Linked DNA regions of Sus scrofa: all the other regions are linked to region 1. The links are chromatin contacts, called in public promoter capture Hi-C maps. All regions are on one chromosome and are shown on one strand. Each heading gives the region's core, a stretch centred on a gene start, on an enhancer-like site or on the middle of the called end of the contact. The rest is flanking DNA. Distances are from core to core; before and after follow the strand shown. Region 1 holds the start of MAP4K5 (mitogen-activated protein kinase kinase kinase kinase 5). Region 2 holds the start of RPL36AL (ribosomal protein L36a like). Region 3 holds the start of TMX1 (thioredoxin-related transmembrane protein 1).

Region 1 (3,097 bases), core at 211-2,710:
CTGAGGAATAATGGAGATATAAATAAGAATAAGTAAATTTCAGACTAGAAAAAGGATCAATACCTATATGGTCAAAGGAGGAAAAAAAGAGTCTATGACAGTAAACAAGTACTAGGATACCAATAGAACATTTGAAAAGATTTTGAGTCATTGAAGCCAAAAGTATTTGCCCACCAAAACAAGTGCCAAGAAGCTTTGAAAGAAGGAACTGTTCTTCAACAATTTTTTCAATGCAGCAAACACATAGGCTTTGTCCATAGAGCATGTAAGTCTGAGCTTACTTATGTTCCCTAAATAAGTGCTCTTTGTGCATGGAACACAAAAAAATACATATATTCCCTGTACAGCTAAGGTGTGAAGTTAATTTGTACATTACCAAACTGATTACAATGATCAACAATAAGGGATATATTGCCCGAGAATGGAATGAATTGGATGTTCAAAGCTACAGGCCAGCATCTGTGACTTGCTCTTTTGTGATTTTTCAGTCACTAAATGGATTGGTCAAGTGTTAGCTGAATTTTTTTGTTCAAAACCTTCATTGGGCTCTACAAACAAAATCAATCTGGCAACCTTATTTCTACCTTGGAACAAGACTGGAAGTGAAACTACAAAACAGCTTGTGAAATATTCAGCCAAATTACTTCCCTAAACTCCTGTTTCATATTCTGTGCATTGTGAAGTATGTTAAAAAGCCTTTTATATTTGATAACGCCCTTTACAATCTTGTAAAATGCCTTATAAACACTTTCTCAGGTGTCGGATGCAAAACCCTACCCTCTTCAAGCTGCAGATAAGGATGTGGAGATATTGCCAAATAGGATGTCTTTTTTGTCCCAGATCACATACTGAGTAAGTGGTAGAGTCAGAACCAGGTTGTGGTCCCTGATTTTCAGCTGCTGCAGAACTCCCGACCCAATTAAAGGAACAATACCTGCGCTGAGACACTGCGTGTGCCCAACAGGGATAAGAACCACATAGACTTCCTAGGAATTCCGACTTTCGGAAATGTCTTGGGAAAACTTAGTGGAAGACAGGTTGCGCAGGTGTGCAGTGCAGCCTCAAACTGGTACCACTGGGAATGGTTTGCAAAACAGGAAGGTGCAGTTGGGTGTGCCGCGACTTAGTTAATCTGGCACTCCCCCACCTCCCTCCCGGGCGCCCCATTGCCAGATTACTTCTGGCTCAGTGCCCTCAACGAACCATTTTCTCAACTGGGAGGGCTGCGTTCCCATCGCCCTCGTGCCCACCCTACTACTCTACCCGCCACCCTCCAGGTTTACCTGACAAAGCTGGGAGCGGTTTAGCGGAGGCGCGTCAGCCCAAGAATGCCCGGGGGCGTCCGTGACCCCCAGAGTGGGGAGCAGAGCCCGGCTCAGGAAAGGACGCTCCGGGCCAGGGGGGCGCGGCGGCCCGGCCGGGAGAGTGTCGTGTCCCGAGCAGGCCTCAGGGCGGCACTCTGGTCTCGCGGCCGGCGCGCTCGGGCGGGACGCTGGGCGCCGACCCACGCTGGCCGGGAACGTGTCTCCCGGTGACGCAGCCCCGGGTGGGGAACGTGGTGCGGCGGCGGCGGCGACGGTACGCGCCTCCGCCGCCCGCGAGAGGACGTGCGGTGCAGCGAAAGGCAGCGGCGGCAGCACAGCTGGACTTGGAGGGCCGGCGGGCGCCGGGAATCAAGACGCAGGCGCCGGCGGGGAAGTAGGTCCTGGGCGCGGCGCTCAACAAAGAGCGGGGCCGCCCCCCTCAGGTACCGAGCCGGCCCCGGGCCCCGGCGGGCGGGCAGAATCCGGCCCGACAGTTCGCGGGCGGTCAGGGAGGGGGAAGGGCCGCGGCCGGAACACGGCAGCGGCGGGGCGCTGGGGACCCCTTCCAGGCCCGCTGGTAGCGGCTCCCGCTGGGGCGGAAAGGACGGGACTGGGCCGCTCGGGGTTGCAGCCTCTGCTCGTCCCTCGTGCAGGCGGAGCTGCGGGCAGAGGCTCCATGTTGGGAAGCGGCGCCGCTCGTCCTCGTTAGCGGGAATCGGGGCGCCGCGGGCACAGCCGGCGGGGGCCGGGCCCTGAACGAAGATGGAGGCCCCTCTGCGGCCTGCCGCGGACATCCTGAGGCGGAACCCGCAGCAAGACTACGAGCTCGTTCAGAGGGTCGGCAGCGGCACCTACGGGGACGTCTATAAGGTGAGGCAGGCCAGGCTCTTTTCCTGCGGTCCGCTGGCTCCCGGGAATAGGGCCACTTTCTGAGGAAGTGTGAGAAGGAAGGAGGATGCTTTTGTTGTTGCATCTTGGAGATGCCGCGGCCGGGTCCCATTTACTCCATTCGGAGCGCCTTCTAATCCATGCTTGCACTGATCGCTCCAACAAGCAGAACTAACTACACCTTTGCGAACCACCGTTGTACTTTTTTTGTGCGTGTGTGTGGTATAAAGGCTTTTTAATGCTTATTTATGGTATCCAAGAAAGTTCGAATCTGCTTATGGAGTTGCGCTTGAGGATATTCTTGTCTTAACATGGAAAAAATGCTTCCTGGAAGACAGTAGACAAGGAAATATATTGACGTTCTCACATTTTCACAAAAAACTTTTTGATGGATGATGCTGTTTTAAAAAGTCCTTTGAAACCCCAGTCTCTCAATTTTAACTGTAAGTAGTCTAATGCTGGGTCAAAGTGATGTGTGCACAAACATTATCCTATGCAGAACAATGCTTTTCCTGGTAGAAGTTTTGGCATTTGTATCTGATGATGATTTTCTAATTCTTCTTTGGCAATTCCTCTCTCTGGGATTGATAACATCCCATGACCCAGAATAGTTAAGAGCAGCTGTCTTTTTAATTGTGCTCTTTTGCTTTATTTGAGACAAATGATGGGAATGAGTTACTCTTAGTTTGAAAAAAAAAAAAAAAAAAAGTCACAGGCAAGCAAACCCAGTTCCCGAAATCCACCGAGTTCTTGAAGGATCAAGAGGAAAGAGATTGTTTCAGATTGCCTTATGCTTTTTTGTTCTCTGTTCCAAAAAGGGAGCATTAATGTAACTCATATGGGTATGTTAAGGGAACTTGCCTTTGATTTTGCAAAAGCTTTGTTTATTGTATTTGATCATGTCA
Region 2 (3,097 bases), core at 248-2,747, 820 kb after region 1:
CAGGACACTCTTGCTGCTTTAAATTCCACATCTTTTTGAAGACATGGTAAAAGTCTGGGGCTACGTAGTGATCCTCCTCTAGGAAAAGTATGAGGCCAGCATAGTCTCGAAGGACTTTGACCCTCTCCCACACGAAATGCAGCTTCCACCACCAGTGGTGTTTGGTTTGGGAGAACTTGGCCTCTCTGTAATGGCCGAAGGAGTCGGGATATTCAGCATTAATGCATCCCATTTTCAAAGCTGCATTCTTCTCCAGGTCTCTAGGGCAATCTCTGGGGTCAGTACCCGGAAACTCGTTAGGGTACAACTGAATGCTGAAAGGAAAGAACACCTGCAGAACCGGACAGAAATCCACCCCAGCGATCAGCTGATTAATCTCAGTCGACCAGAAGTCATGGCTAAAGATGACGAGGACGTTGTCGATTCCCTGGGCTTTCCGAAGTGAGTCCAGGAGCAGTTTGAGGTATTCGGCCCGGTTGTGCACCTGGACCACCAGCACAAGCTCGCGGGGGACCCAGGAGCTGACCTTATCCACATTCCTCAACGTCTGGTCAAAGTTCAGTTGGTACACTAGGGACCGGTACCGCAGCGTCAGGTTGTCCACCTCGGGCTGCGGGGCTGCCGCGACCAGCGGAGCCGCCGAATCGTTGGAGCCCCGGCGGATGCCCACGGATATGGCAGGATGGTCCCCGGCCCGGGCGCCCGCACCCCGCACGGGCTCGGCGTCCAGCAGCGGCGGGGCGAGGGCCTCATTCTTCCTTTGTCGCCCATTGCTGCTCCAGAGGACGAAGCCGCAGGCGGCCACCACGAACGTCAAGATCAGCACCTTCCGCTTGTAGATGCGGAACCTCATGGTCTCCGGGGCCGGGAGCGCGGGCAGGCGCGTAAAGGAGCTAGCGGATCCCGCACGGAAAGGGCGGGCGGGCGGCGGCCGTGGCCTGCAGCGATCGGAATGGGCCTCCGCGGCTGCCCTCGCTAACTCATCCCTGGCCCCGGGGGTCCTGGGGCCCGAAGGCGCTCAGCTCCCCTGTGCCGCCCGGGCTCCACACATCCTCGCCTGGCAGCTGCAGCTCAGGCTGTCCCGCCGCTAGGAGCCGCGACTCAGCGTCGCCTCGGTCCTCTCCATCCGGCACGGGTCCGAGAAGCCCGCCGCGGCCCCACCGCACCCCGGCTCCGTTACCTGCGCTTCCAGCGGCCCTGCGTCCTCTGGGCTTTCATCCTTACGCAGGCACCGGACGTCCCGGACCGAGGGACGCAACCTCGTCCCACTCCCGCGGAGACTGTCCTGACAACCAGCAACTGGCTCGCGGAGCTCCGCGGCCCCCGGGCCCACACCCCTCCGGCCCGCCCCTCGGGCCGTCGGTTGGCGCTTCCCCGACGCGTCGGGAGACGACCGGGCGTCGCTGCCCGCCTCTTATTGGGCCGCGGCGCTGTCGCTCAGGCTCAGTTCCTGCTTCCGTCCCGATCCTCCTTTTCCGGTGAGGCTAGAGCAGAGCGAGACCCGGAACGTGGACATCGGTTTTACTGGTAAGCTACACGCGGAGTGGTAGCGGTCTCGACTGGAGCCCCCGAAGCTCAGGATCCCGGGGTGGCCGGGCGAACCCTGGTAGGAGAGGGAGGGCGAGGCCCGCCGCCTTGGGGGATTTCAAGAACGGGCTTCTCCCTTCCGGGAAGGGGCTCCCGCATGGCGGCTGCCGGGCCGGGAGGCACTTGTTAAGGACACGTCAGCCTTCGGGGCCGCTGAAGGGAGACCGTGTTTCGGAGGGAGAAGTCAAACCACGTTGCTGCGGTCCTCAGAGAAGGGCCGGGCTCGGCCTTGGCACCAGCTACACCGCACCCGGAGCCAGACTGGCTCTCGCGCTCACTCTCCCACTCTTCCGAAGGAGAGTAGATTATCACACGACCACGCTTTAGTTGTTGGGTAACCACGGTAAATTAAGGACCAAAGGAACCCACTTTGGAACTTAGAGTCAGTAGGGGGACCTGACTGTATAGGGCATCCTTATGCTGCTGCTCTGGCCCTTATTTTAGTGAGCCTCATTTTATCACTGCTCCGATGATTAGCCTTCTAAAGAGTTGTGCACATATATATATTTATTCGTGTGGAAAATGCGTATTTGGTGCATTTATACGTTAATGATTTCTGTAATGTTACTATTTCCATATTTACAAAACTTAAAATTTCAAAATGTTTAACGTCTGTTGCTGTATTTTAAATATTTTACCACAGTATTCATCGTGAAAACACCCCTGTTGCAAAGATGGTCAACGTACCTAAAACCCGAAGGACTTTCTGTAAGAAGTGTGGAAAACATCAGCCTCACAAAGTGACCCAGTATAAGAAGGGCAAGGATTCCCTCTATGCCCAGGGAAAGAGGCGCTATGATCGGAAACAGAGTGGCTATGGCGGGCAAACAAAGCCAATTTTCCGGAAGAAGGCTAAAACCACAAAGAAGATTGTGCTGAGGCTTGAATGTGTTGAGCCCAACTGCAGATCCAAGAGGATGCTGGCAATTAAGAGATGCAAGCATTTTGAACTTGGAGGAGATAAGAAGAGAAAGGGCCAAGTGATCCAGTTCTAAGCCTTGAGAATTTTTTTTATTCTATATTTGAGAGGAAGGTGTTGAAGCCATAGGGGGAAAAAAAATGCCTGTATGAGAATAAATACAGTGATACCTTACTGAAATCTTTTGTATTTTTAAAATATAAATAGGATCTTGTGCTTATTTTGGTTCTAAATTAAGGAAGTTACAGAATTAAGGTTCATTTCAAATTCTCATTTAAATTTAGTTCCATAAGACTTGGAATGTTGATTTATATATAAAGATAGGAGTCCCACCTCAAATTTTATAACTAGGTTATGGAGATAAATCATAAGGCAGGGAAAAAACTGATACTTTTCACATCAATTTCATATCTGTTGGGTGAGTAAATGATTATGATTGAGCTGCTGGGGAAAGTCTCAATCAGATTTTGAAAAAAGTACATGGAAAAGATAAGGTAGGCCTGTGTATAGCAGACTGGGTGGAGTAGAGGATCCAAGCTGAAGGGGTAAAAAGAGCTGACTTTTTGCAAGGGTATGGTCCAGTAGGGCATA
Region 3 (3,097 bases), core at 198-2,697, 630 kb before region 1:
ACAACATCAACATAATTAAAGCTTTTTAGGTACAGCTTTTCCTACCTGTAAAGTGTAGGAAATAACAAGTATCTTGTAGAATTTGTAAAGAATTTAAGTATGACAAGGCATATGACGTGTTTACAGGTGTCTAGTACACAGTTAACACTCAATAATGGTGTTTTTCACTAATATCACTAATACCATTAGTATCAATAATACTGTCACCACCATTACCAATTTAGTGACTAAAGCAAAGGCAGATAGTTTACTACCTACCAATGCATAAGGGACATGATCATAATGGAATCACCAGACACATGATTTTATTCAAACAATAAATGACGACCTGACACTCTTTTAAGAGTTTATAATCACTCACAATTAATTTTCTTTTTTAAATGCAATACCACTTAGAGAGACATAAGAGTAACAACCTAGGACATTCAGTACTTTGCAAAAACACACACCCAAAGGAAAAATGAGATGTGGGCAAAAAGAAAAGCGAACACACACACACGCCCGATTCATAAAATTTAAAATAAACTAAAAAGACCTCAAATTCTAACATTCTAAGTGGACTACTTTTTAAGGACAATTAGACAAAAGGAGAGGAAAGGCTGCAACTCAATTTCCTCTTCTGCAGTTTGGTAAAAATAACTCTGGAAGTCTGTAAGACTCACAAGAAAATCAATGTATAGCAACTAGTCAGACTAACCTCCCCATCCCCAAAAACCTTGAAGAAAAGTTGAGAGAATTCAAAGCTGAAAGCAGCCTCTACATACACCGCAGCCCTAGCAACCAAACTAGGGTGCACACTTCAGAAAAAAAAACTTAAAAGTATTACCCGGTCGCAAACGAAGGGGTGGGATGAAAGCAGCCGAAGATCCCAAGAGTTAGGGGATTCCGAGCAGTCGGGGGCTCCCGTGCCGCGGCTCGGAGCCGCAGCGCCGAAGAGCCTAGGACGCTCGGGAGAGGAAGGAGAATGAAGTCGGGGCTCCAGACTAGGATCCAGTACCCCGGCCCACAGAAGGGCCCCCAGACCACCGTCCCGCACTCACAATTCTATCATCCACTCTCCTTCCAGCAACTCTTTCCAGTTCTCGTCGGTGATGATGCGCACGTCGCTCCGCCGCCCGTGGGTCCAGGGAGCCTCCCACAGCAACAGCAGCAACACCGCCAAGGGGACCATAGGACTCCCGGAGGGCGCCATGTCCGCCGCTCGCCCTCCCCACAGCAAGCGCTGCGGCCCCCACCTTCGCGTAACCTCTCCTCACTTCCGTCCGTGCGAGCTCATCTGCTCGTGCGCATGAGCGCGGCGAGGCTCGCGCGCGCGCCTTGAGGACTCTCAATGCGCATGACGAGACCAGGTCTCAGTGGGTTGGTTTAGCAGCGAAGGAGCGCGCCTATTCCCTAGTGCGCATGACAAAAAAGCATTCCCTTCCTTTCTGCTTTTCCCGAATATGGTGTCGGAAGAGAGGCGGAGGGCGTGGTGTAGAAAGTGGGGTGGGACTTCGGAGAGAACAGCTTCAAAGTCTGCGGCAGGATTTTGGCGCCAAAAGTTTGGCGTTTATACTAACTTAAGGCGATTGGTAAGTCTATGCTAAAGCAGTTTCCGGCTAACTGCCTGTCAGGGTTTTCTTTTTTTTTTCCTTTTGAAAAATTTTGTAGGACAGTTAATGGATGTTTGTATGAGTCAGAAAGTTTAGTGCACTTTATGCACTTTAGGGTATATGTTGTCCCTCTTTTTTTTTTCTTTTTTTGGTTTTGGGTTTTTTTTTTAATGCAGTAGTTACAGAGAGGATAGATCAGAAATTCAAAATGGAGCAAGACACAGAGGCTGCTTGTAACAGATATTTCAGATTTTTTCCTTAAGCATCTGTAAATACAAATCAAAATGTGCACTGAGTTTGGTATTAATCAGTCAAATGAAAATAATTGCATTTACACCTCCTCACTTCATATTCTCTCCTAAACTCAATCCAATTGACTGATTCCTCCCAATCCCCACCCTTCCCTGAAAGGCCTTTTCTAGGACATTAGTAATTTGCATGTTAACATTCATCTTACTTGACTGCCAGCAAGCATTCTGTCACCACACCCTCCTTGAAATGGGTTATGTGGTACCTCATTTGTTTTTTTGTTTGTTTTTCCTCCTTCCTCACTAGCTGCTCTTTCTGAAACGTCTTGGCTGGTTCTCCTCTACTAATTTCCAGACATTGACTGGCCCCTGGATGCTGTACTGGCCCCCCTCCTCTTAATCTCAAACTTCTCCAGGTGACCTCACTTCTGGCTTTAAAAAGCATATGACTGTCATTTCCAGCCCTGACCTTTCTGGGAACTTCAGACCTGTATCTTGTTTTAAAAACAACAACAACAAAATTCAACCCAGTAAATTTAAAGATCTATTTGTCATAAGTCAGGCACCATTCCATCTGGCAACTAGAAGGGCTCTCCAAGAGGTTATACAATGGAAGGCTTTTATAGGAAGAAGGGTGAGGCAAAGGAGTTCTTGGCGAGAGAAAAGAAAGGATTATTTTTTAGGACTTTTGAGGGGAAGGGCACTGGCAAGGGCTTTATCGGTATAGATTCCTCTTCTTTAAATCTCTGTTTGCTGTCATGGGAAGCAAATGATTCCATTTTTTAACAACATTAAACTCTTTGCTGGACATCTCTTGGATATCTTATAGGGAGCTTAAACATAACAGGATCAAAAAAAGTTTCGATTCTCCCTCTTCAGGTCTTCTCAATTAAGAGCCTCAAGGTTGTAAATCAACTATATTTTAATAAAAAATAAAAATAGGAGTTCCCATCATGGCTCAGTGGGATAGTTAACAAATCCAACTAGGAAGCATGAGGTTGCAGGTTCAATCCCTGGCCTCGCTCAGTGGGTTAAGGATGTGGCGCTGCCGTGAGCTGTGGTGTAGGTCGCAGATGTGGCTTGGATCCAGTGTTGCTGTGGCTCTGGCGTAGGCTGGTAGCTACAGCTCCGATTAGACCCCTAGCCTGGGAACCTCCATATGCCGTGGGTGCGGCCCTGAAAGGACAAAAAGACATAAATAAATAAATAAATAAATAGCCCTGAGGTCCATCTGATTGCTCAAGACAAAAGTTTACA

What was found. Promoter capture Hi-C pulls out the DNA fragments that hold promoters and counts their contacts.
Region 2: a contact with region 1 is called in a promoter capture Hi-C map of fetal liver, with 4 times the contacts expected there. The contact joins the promoter of RPL36AL here to the promoter of MAP4K5 in region 1. A contact is called at or near these places in 1 of 5 promoter capture datasets (fetal liver) and 1 of 2 datasets of contacts at active chromatin or transcription factors (skeletal muscle).
Region 3: a contact with region 1 is called in a promoter capture Hi-C map of fetal liver, with 4 times the contacts expected there. The contact joins the promoter of TMX1 here to the promoter of MAP4K5 in region 1. A contact is called at or near these places in 1 of 5 promoter capture datasets (fetal liver) and 1 of 47 Hi-C or Micro-C datasets (fetal skeletal muscle).

Annotation. Positions count from the first base shown.
Region 1 is chr1:180,297,854-180,300,950 of Sscrofa11.1, reverse strand. MAP4K5 (mitogen-activated protein kinase kinase kinase kinase 5) reads left to right here and starts at 1,460. Exons shown (of 33, transcript XM_021101533.1): 1 at 1,460-1,747; 2 at 1,958-2,174. The coding sequence starts at 2,067. It overlaps ATL1 (atlastin-1), which reads right to left and starts at 1,517. Exons shown (of 15, transcript XM_021101558.1): 1 at 1,284-1,517.
Region 2 is chr1:179,476,220-179,479,316 of Sscrofa11.1, reverse strand. It overlaps RPL36AL (ribosomal protein L36a like), which reads left to right and starts at 1,497. Exons shown (of 2, transcript NM_213917.1): 1 at 1,497-1,527; 2 at 2,231-2,679. The coding sequence starts at 2,262. The coding sequence ends at 2,582. It overlaps MGAT2 (mannosyl (alpha-1,6-)-glycoprotein beta-1,2-N-acetylglucosaminyltransferase), which reads right to left and starts at 853. Exons shown (of 1, transcript NM_001128482.1): 1 at 1-853. The coding sequence starts at 853.
Region 3 is chr1:180,932,028-180,935,124 of Sscrofa11.1, reverse strand. TMX1 (thioredoxin-related transmembrane protein 1) reads right to left here and starts at 1,447. Exons shown (of 8, transcript XM_001928249.4): 1 at 1,041-1,447. The coding sequence starts at 1,192.